Regions from separate parts of the Sus scrofa genome. Here regions 2 and 3 are each linked to region 1. A link is a contact called in public Hi-C and HiChIP or PLAC-seq data. All regions are on one chromosome and are shown on one strand. Each heading gives the region's core, a stretch centred on a gene start, on an enhancer-like site or on the middle of the called end of the contact. The rest is flanking DNA. Distances are from core to core; before and after follow the strand shown. Region 1 holds the start of PA2G4 (proliferation-associated protein 2G4). Region 2 holds the start of RPS26 (ribosomal protein S26). Region 3 holds the start of RAB5B (ras-related protein Rab-5B).

Evidence for each region. A called contact is a pair of places that touch in the nucleus more often than the background predicts. HiChIP or PLAC-seq counts read pairs in DNA pulled down with a chosen protein or histone mark.
Region 2: a contact with region 1 is called in an H3K27ac HiChIP or PLAC-seq map of alveolar macrophages. The contact joins the promoter of RPS26 here to the promoter of PA2G4 in region 1. A contact is called at or near these places in 1 of 5 promoter capture datasets (fetal skeletal muscle), 10 of 47 Hi-C or Micro-C datasets (adipose tissue, blood, embryonic fibroblasts and 5 more) and 1 of 2 datasets of contacts at active chromatin or transcription factors (alveolar macrophages).
Region 3: a contact with region 1 is called in a Hi-C map of embryonic fibroblasts, with 1.8 times the contacts expected there. The contact joins the promoter of RAB5B here to the promoter of PA2G4 in region 1. A contact is called at or near these places in 3 of 47 Hi-C or Micro-C datasets (embryonic fibroblasts, heart right ventricle and skeletal muscle) and 1 of 2 datasets of contacts at active chromatin or transcription factors (alveolar macrophages).

The regions. Positions count from the first base shown.
Region 1 is chr5:21,494,575-21,497,274 of Sscrofa11.1, reverse strand. It overlaps PA2G4 (proliferation-associated protein 2G4), which reads right to left and starts at 1,278. Exons shown (of 14, transcript XM_013988304.2): 1 at 996-1,278. The coding sequence starts at 1,083. It overlaps ERBB3 (receptor tyrosine-protein kinase erbB-3), which reads right to left. Exons shown (of 28, transcript XM_021091799.1): 28 at 2,235-2,700.
Region 2 is chr5:21,430,283-21,432,982 of Sscrofa11.1, reverse strand. It overlaps RPS26 (ribosomal protein S26), which reads right to left and starts at 1,327. Exons shown (of 4, transcript NM_001097481.2): 1 at 1,301-1,327; 2 at 863-1,040. The coding sequence starts at 1,303.
Region 3 is chr5:21,371,968-21,374,684 of Sscrofa11.1, reverse strand. RAB5B (ras-related protein Rab-5B) reads right to left here and starts at 1,352. Exons shown (of 6, transcript XM_021091797.1): 1 at 1,229-1,352. It overlaps CDK2 (cyclin dependent kinase 2), which reads right to left. Exons shown (of 7, transcript NM_001285465.1): 7 at 2,682-2,717.

The DNA.
Region 1 (2,700 bases), core at 29-2,528:
TTTTAGCCATAGGATCAAAGGCATCCTAAATACCTATCTTTACTGTCAAAACCATTTAAAAGCCCAAAGACAAGCATCTTCTGTCCCCTAACTGGGTTTTAAATCGCAAAGAGAGAAAAGAGAAAGTGAGACATCTGCCTAGAGTGGCAGGCAGCTGCTGAGAAGTCTGAGCGAGCCCCCATAAGGATAACTTCCGAGATCCTATAAAGTCAGTCTCCCCTTTACCAGTGCTCTACACAGGTTTGCCTGGTTGGGGTGAAAAGAACCTCAAAACACTCCTAGAGCTGTCAAACCCCTGAGAGCAATCAAATTTGACAACTAACTAAAGCTATCTGCGCAGATTGGAGATGATAACTTCAAGAACAACCAGATACGTCTCCAAGAGTTATGTTAGGGGTTCTCCAGGGGTACCCTCCAACGGTCCCTGAGCTGGCCCAAGAGTAGAAGGCGGCCCCCTCCAGGGAGGGAGCTGAAGTAAAGAACGAAAGACTACAGCAAAGCACGTGGTAGGGAAGCTAGTGTCAGGGACTGTAGCGGAGGAAGGGAGCCGGCGATCCGCTGGGGACCCGGCAACACGTGCCGGCTAGGCTCCTGACGGCGGGGAGCAGCGACAAAATAGAGGAGCGTTTCGTTTCCGAGGTGGCCTCCCTGCTGCCAAAATCAGAGGCAGAGATCCAGACAGAAGGATGAAGAGCAGGACATACGCCCTGCCTCCTTACCAAGGGCCTAGGGTCGGAGCCAGCCGGGGCCCCGCTCTGCGCTCTTCCCTGCCACCCGCCTGCATCTTCACAGACTCCAGCCCAGGCCTAGCCGCTCAGGTCCCAAACGCGATAACGAGCCTTCCCACCACGCCAAACCCAGCAGACCCGCGGGGGGCCCTCACTAGCCCACTCTGCATGACCCCACCGCTCCAGCCCCTCACCGGCTCGTCAAGCACCGTCCCCCTTGCCTCTCCCTCCCAGCCTCGATCTCCGGACCCCCGAGGCCGCACTCACGGTTGGCGATGTCGCCCCCCATCTTATACTTGGTCACGACCAGGTCCTCGGCGATAGTCTGCTCCTGTTGCTCGTCCTCGCCCGACATCTTCCCACCACCACCACCGCAGCCTCGTTTCTCCTGAGCCGCTGCCTCTGTCGCCCTTCCCAACCACAGGCTGTGGCCAGAGCCCCTTCGATCCGCGAGGAGAGCGCGAGCAAAAGCGCGAGCAAGCTAGGGAGCGGGCGGGCGAGAGCGAGAAACTGCGAGCGCGCGGGCTGATGCGCAGGGCATGCTGGGACAACGAGTCCCTCCCGCCGCCAGCCTCTAGCTGCCCTCGCGGACTCGCGAACTACAATTCCCAGCCTGCCTTTCGCGCCCCTAAGCCAGGCCCTGGGGCCTTGCCCTCCGAGGGCCTCGCACGCCGGAATCGCCAAGCACGCTGGGAAGGGTCAGGCTCCGGCGGGAAGGCGGAGCCGTTGGAGAGCATGAGGGGAAGCGTGGTCTCTCCCGGAAAAACCATATCCACCAGGAGCGCTGAGCGAGAACCCGTAATAGAGGGAGGCGGGCTAAGGGAGAAGGGGGCGGAGCTACGGCGGGGACGTGGGTTTGGAGGCTGCGGGGCAGGGTGGAGCAGAGACGAGTGGGGGTGATTGTATCAAGGGCGGGGAGGCTGGGTACGCCCTTCCTCGGATCCCTGGAGCGGCAGGCGGACCGGCCTGGCCAGTCCGATCGTCCTCAGGTGCTGGGAGGGGCAGAGCGAGTGTGGAAGGAGACCCGGAGTGCGTGGAGCAGGGACTAACTGGGCACCAGATTTCTGTGGGATTATCCATGTACAGCCTTCCAAGTCTAGAGGCCGGCTCCCTCTGAAGATGGCACTATTGTTCCAACAACAGGCTTTGATGGCACCTAAGACGGACACTTTTTTTTAAAGTTGTGAAACGTTTGAGAGTTTCAGTATTCTACCTCTTGGGGCCTTTTCTAACTGCCCCAAACGTGTTTTGTTTGGTTGTTTTGTTACTCCCAGTTAGTCGGTTGCCCTATACAGATTCCTAGTAAAACGCTTAAATGAAAAGGACTGTACCCTTTGCTTGTCTAAAGAGACTATAAGGAAAGTGGGGCTGGAGAAAGCTACAGGGGGCCAAGTAGGACTGTGGGGAGACAGAGAAGGAAGCATGCCATGGTAGCCATTCTCTGCTGTGGAACGGAGAAAAGGGCTGATCTGTCCACTCACTAAAGTTTGTCGTTAGACAAGAAGCTGCAAAACCTTGGCATCTTTATTCAGACATGTATAAAAACAAAACAAAAACTTGAGGGATAAAAACAGATACTCCCAGTTTCCCATTCAAAGGAACTGAGGTCTGAAGCCGGGTCCTCTTTTTCATCTCCACTGGAAGCTTCCCACTACTGAATGAGAACTGCTCCTAAAAAATGGCTCTGGGGACCGTCTGAGTCTGTCCCTTAGGCAGATATCATATGTAGCACACGAAGATTACGGTTTACACAGAGATGTCCAGTTATTTTTCCTTCTGTCCACCCCCTTACTCCCACTTGCTGAGATGAGCAGTCCAGGTGTAGGAGGAGGCTGTGGATATTGGGGTTAGACTTGATTCAGTGCAAACACAAGAAGACAATACCTCTTACTAGTGCTCTGACTTTCATCAGTTTTCTTTGACACCTTACACTAAGAGCATGGTGCATTGGAAAATTTTGAATCCTGGACCT
Region 2 (2,700 bases), core at 78-2,577, 64 kb after region 1:
GCTCAGTGATTAACGAATCCGACTAGGAACCATAAGGTTGAAGGTTCGATCCCTGCCCCCTCTCAGCGGGTTAACGATCCGGTGTTGCCGTGAGCTGTGGTGTAGGTTGCAGAAGCGGCTTGCATCCCGTGTTGCTGTGGCTCTGGCGAAGGCTGGCAGCTACAGCTCTGATTCGACCCCTAGCCTCCATACACCGCAGGAGCAGCCCAAGAAATGGCAAAGAAACAAAAACAAAAAAGTAAACAAACTCATTTAGGCATATCTACAAGATTTCACTCCAAAGAGCTACTATTCACTTTCTGACACCTAAAAACATAGTTTCACGAATAAACACCCCCTTACTAACCCATCCTGTCATCATGGGAATCAAATTCACACCACAGATGTTATACCACCAAGAATCTAGTTTCTTCAACAATCACATCAGCCCTAACACCGTCCAGGGCCCCCGCCTAAAAAAGCTCACTGTCTCTAAAAAGAAAAACGATTAAAACAACATCATATTGCTCCAAAGATCACCCTCGTGAACCTAAGTAGACATGCTTCCTTTCTTAAATGACTCAGTGAGCACTACCACAAAAAGGCTCCCTCCCCAGACACAGCTCAAAGTGGCAAACGCAGCAAAGATTCAATTCTCTTCTACCGACAACCTTAAAAACACAAGGAGATTGCTCGGACACTACTACGACAAAGCCTGTGCACCGCACGGGTTGGCGGGGAGAGGTGGTTTTAGGTCTTAAAGTATGTATGTACAGCTTTCGGCCTCATGTGGAAGTTCCTCGGCCAGGGATCGAATACGCGCCACAAAAAAATTACACTTCTTAAATATTAAGATACCGATTCGCCCCGGGAGCTCACTCACCATCGAAAACGCTCGCTTCGGAAATGTCCCTGACCGCCGCGGCCTCTACAATGTTCCGAATAACGAACTTCTTAATGGCCTTATCCTTGGGCACGCATCGGGCACAGTTGGTGCAGCGAATAGGCTGCACGTGGCCGCGGCCCTTTTTGGCACGGCCATTATTCCTTCTTTTCTTGGTCTGCATCAGGATGAAAACACCATTAAGAAGGGCTCGCAACTTACCCAGCCTTAGACCCCTTCCGGCCACATTTCCCGCCGGCAACCACCAGAAGAGCCACTCAGATCTCCAGTCCCTCCGCAAACCCCCCCAAGCCTGGAACAAACATATGCTCTTTCCATTCCTTCACCGTAGTCCAGGTTTTAAAACCCCCACAATCTCATCTGGCTCACACTCAGCCTTCACCCGGCCCCAATCGTTCACCACGCGCCATAACTCACCATCTTGGAAGCGAAGACGCGAGAGAGGAAGTGGCCAACGGCTCGGCTCTCTTATATAGTGCGAGATCCCTCCGCTCACGCCGAGGGATTCCTCCTAGACGGCTCCTGGACGCACGCCAAGGACGGCAATCACCTTTATTCAAATGTTATTTATTATTCAGCGTTTCTGCTGAAATCTATGGTAGAAAGGTGTTTCTCGAGTTTATTTTTCCGTGGCACAAAGTGACCAAGGGACTATTTAACCTGCTGGCGGAAGAAAATTACGGTTATGTGTTTCCCAGCAACCTTTGCAACACCTTACCCCGGACGTAATTCTGGGCATTTATCTGTATTTTGCGACGCAAGGCGGGGAAGTTGCCCGGCGCAAGACCGCTTGTCACACTGCCTATTAGAGGTCGGAGGGGAAGAGATGCATGGTGGGAGTTGTAGTGCGGAGTTGGCAGTCCCCAGGCCCCAAGCCCTTAAACGGAAGGCGACATCACTCCACCGGCCACTGGGGGACGCTCTCTGCTCGTTTCTTTGGTGCATGACAGAAAAGGAAGATGTTGGGGGCGGGAGGCTGGGGGAAGAATAAAACATGTTATTAGTTCCTCCTTCTAATACTGAGAAAACCCAGCAGGGAGGAGTCATGGACAAGTGCATCGGTGCTAGGGCTATTTCTCATTCACCTTTTTGTTCCTGGATCTTGCAAACATAGTGCCAGGCACTGTAGTAAGCACTGTATAAATATTAACTCAGTTAACCCTCAACAAGTCTACAAGGAAGCTTCTAATATTATCCTTACATTACATGGGAATTCCCTAGAGGTTCAGGGATCCCACGACAGATTGAAAAACTGAGGAGTAGAGAGGTTAAAACTGAGGTTGCCCAAAGTTACAGGGAGCTAGTAAGAGGTTTCTTGGCTCCACTGTACTATGCTTTCTCTTACCTAAGAAACAAATAAGTGGATGGAGGTATAAGTTGGACTGGTGACCTAAATGATTTGACTTACACTCCTAGTAAAAATATATTTTACTTTGGTACTCAATACATATACAAATACAAATACACACACACACACACAAAACTGAAACAAAAATTTCATGAAACAAAGCCCTTATGACATAAGGTGCGCTGGTATTTTCTATTTTATTTTAATAAGTGTTCATCAATTCCCATTAAGGTGATTTCACCACTCATTGATGACTCTGGCCTCCTATTGAAATGTACCTTGTTATTTATGTTTAAGTTCCATTTACCTCTTTTTTTTTTTTCTTTCTTTCTTTTTTTTTTTCTTTTTAGGGCTGCACCCAAGGCATATGGAAGTTCCCAGGATGGGGTTGAATCAGAGCTGCAGCTACTGGTCTACACCACAGCCACAGCAACACGAGATCCAAGACTCCTCTGCAACCTACACTGCA
Region 3 (2,717 bases), core at 103-2,602, 120 kb after region 1:
TCAGAGACCGGGGCTCCTGAAGAAGGAGACAAAGAACAGGGGTGATGCCAACCTTCTGGAATGGAATTTCTCACTCTTCCCCAAATCCCTTCCTCAGTGATATCACCTCATATTTCCAGGCTTGGTTCCACCTAACCATTACCTGCCTGGGAAATACCCAAGTCCAAGTGCCACGAAAGTTTCCCCAACTATGGTCAGAAGGTCTCTGGATGGCTGCGGGATCCCTAAGTCCATTTCCAGTGCAGAAAATAAATCACTGATTCTCCATTGCTGGGTCAGAGACAAGGTATCCAATAAAGACCACATTATTAAGTAGGAAAGAAAGAATGAACACCCCCAAAGCCGACTTCTTAGCTTTTTCACAGGACATGAAACAGGAGGTAAGAAGAAACAGAGACTGCAGTCTAAAGTGTGTGAACGGCCAACAGTTAGAGAAAAAAAAAATTACTTTTGTCTTCATTGGCTACCCCAGGAGTACCAAAAAACTTCAAGTTACCACATCTCCACACGTAATGGGAACAAAAGCATGAGTTCTCGCAAGACCCTGAGCCTCTAGCTCACCCTTTAGCATTCCCAGCAGCTCCCATAACTGATGCGAGACCCTGCTTCCCTTGCTCCAGTTCCGAGTCTTCTAGATTAAGAAAGCTCTCTTGGCTTGTCTCGGTTCTCCCTCACTGAACCCAAATCCCTGTCGGCTCAACTCTGGAGCACCCTAGTTATTTTTATAATAGTCACTTTGCCCGAAAAGAATGCCTCTTACACAGCTAAGAACCTTTCTCTGGCCCTTCCACTGAGACCTCTCGAGAGAGCCTCAGCCCCGGTTCCCCTCGGGGCCCGGGCGTCGGGCTTGACCCCTCCTCACCTCCCGGCATGGGCTTACCTCACCCGCCGCCCCATCCCATCTCCCCAGCTCCTCCCTCTTCGGCGAGGCTCAAAGAGGCCTGCCCCTGCCCGCACGCGAGCCACGGGCCTCCCGCGCCGGCGCCCAGCCCGGCAGCCAACACCACCCAGCCGCCTTCCCGACTCACCAACTTCGGGCTCCCAGCCCGCCCGGCCCCCTCCTCAGCGCCCCCATTAGGCCTGCTGGGGCCCGGCCCCCTTCTCCCCTCTCCAGTGGGCCACTCCAACCCCTCGCGGAGGCCTAGACCCGCCTCTGCCCTCAGGCCAGGCCGCTCTCCTCTCCGGGGCGCCTCCGCCCCTGCCCTTGCGGGCTCCATCAGCCAGGTACCTGGGGCTCCGTCTCCCCCGTCGGGCCCAAGCCTGTGTCGAACAGACAAACAGCTGCAGCTCAACCAAACCCTCCTGCCCCTCCTCCTCCTCCTCGCCCTGGGGCGGGGGCCCCAGCCAATTGCACGACTACCCGCCTACCACAGAGGGTGGGCTCTGTGCGCCCTAATCCGCCAATCCTCTGGAGAAAGGCGGATCTCTTTCGGCGCTATCACCAATGAGTACGAGAAAAGGACTGGACAGACGGGTCTCTGCACCAATACAGAGAGGGAAACCTTGGAGATGGACGAGGTGAGGAGCCACTAAAGAGTGAGCTCCCCGAGATAGGGGGCGGTACACCACTAACAGGCGTGTACCTCAACCAATAAACTCTCGACATCCTCATGACCCCGCCTTTTGACTCATAAACATCTAATCAGGTGAGCGACGGAGGCGGGTCAAAGTGAAATTTTAACCAGTACTTCGAAAATTCGAGACTTGAATGGCAGGCAAGGCGGGGTCGAAAGGCTTTGGAAGGCCGCTACTGACCTCCGCCCCTCCCCCGTATTCGGCAGGCCTGCCTTCAGCGCCCCGCCCTCTATGACAAATTCGCGGGCGTAAGGGAAATACTTCTCTCCGGGACCTGGAGCCTGGGAATTTAAGTACCCTTCACATCGGTGCTTCCTCCTTTCAGTGGGGCTCCGAAGGGTGGCCCACGGGCAGTCTGAGATTTTTTTTGGTGAGATGAAACAATGGCAACTCCTAGAAGTGGTAACTTGAGGAGGCTTTAGCCCTGTTATAGTAATTTTTCATAAGACGATTGATATATTCTCAATTGTACGTAAATATGAATAAACTACTTTGGAAAACTTTACCGTTTGTGATATGAAACAAAAAGGAAAAAAAGGGGAGCTTCCTGGGAAATGCAATGTCAATGCAAATTCCCATGGAGCCCAGTTCCAAACATACTGCTGCTCCTAAACCCTAACCTTGAAATTCTGGAACTGGCACCTCGTACGTATGTGTATGGGATATATGTCTATGTGTAGGTGTTGTGGGGGCAAGGAGAGATGTAAGTTTGTGGGGAAAGAGAAGTAGGAAATACATAAGCTTCGGTTTCCCTAGCTGTAAAATCAGGGCAATAATTCCCACCTTGCCCACCCTCGGCACTATCCCAGTTGCATCACAGAGATCAAAATGGGGATGGGGTGGGTAGCCCTGCACAGAGATTAGGAAAAGGAGTCTGAAACCAATTATCGCATACATTCATATTCTCTCACACACCATTCTTTCAGTAAAACACAGAGATGAGCTATAAAACTAAGAACTTTTTTTTAATGAATTATAAACTAAATTACAAATAATGTTAACAGCAAGAACACTCAAGGACAAAAGGTTGGAGGAAAGAGACAAAATCATAAAAAGAAAAAAAAATTTTTTAAAAACATTTGCATTATAAACCCCAAGGTGCACAGGGCAACAAATCCACCCATTCCCACTTAAAAAACTAC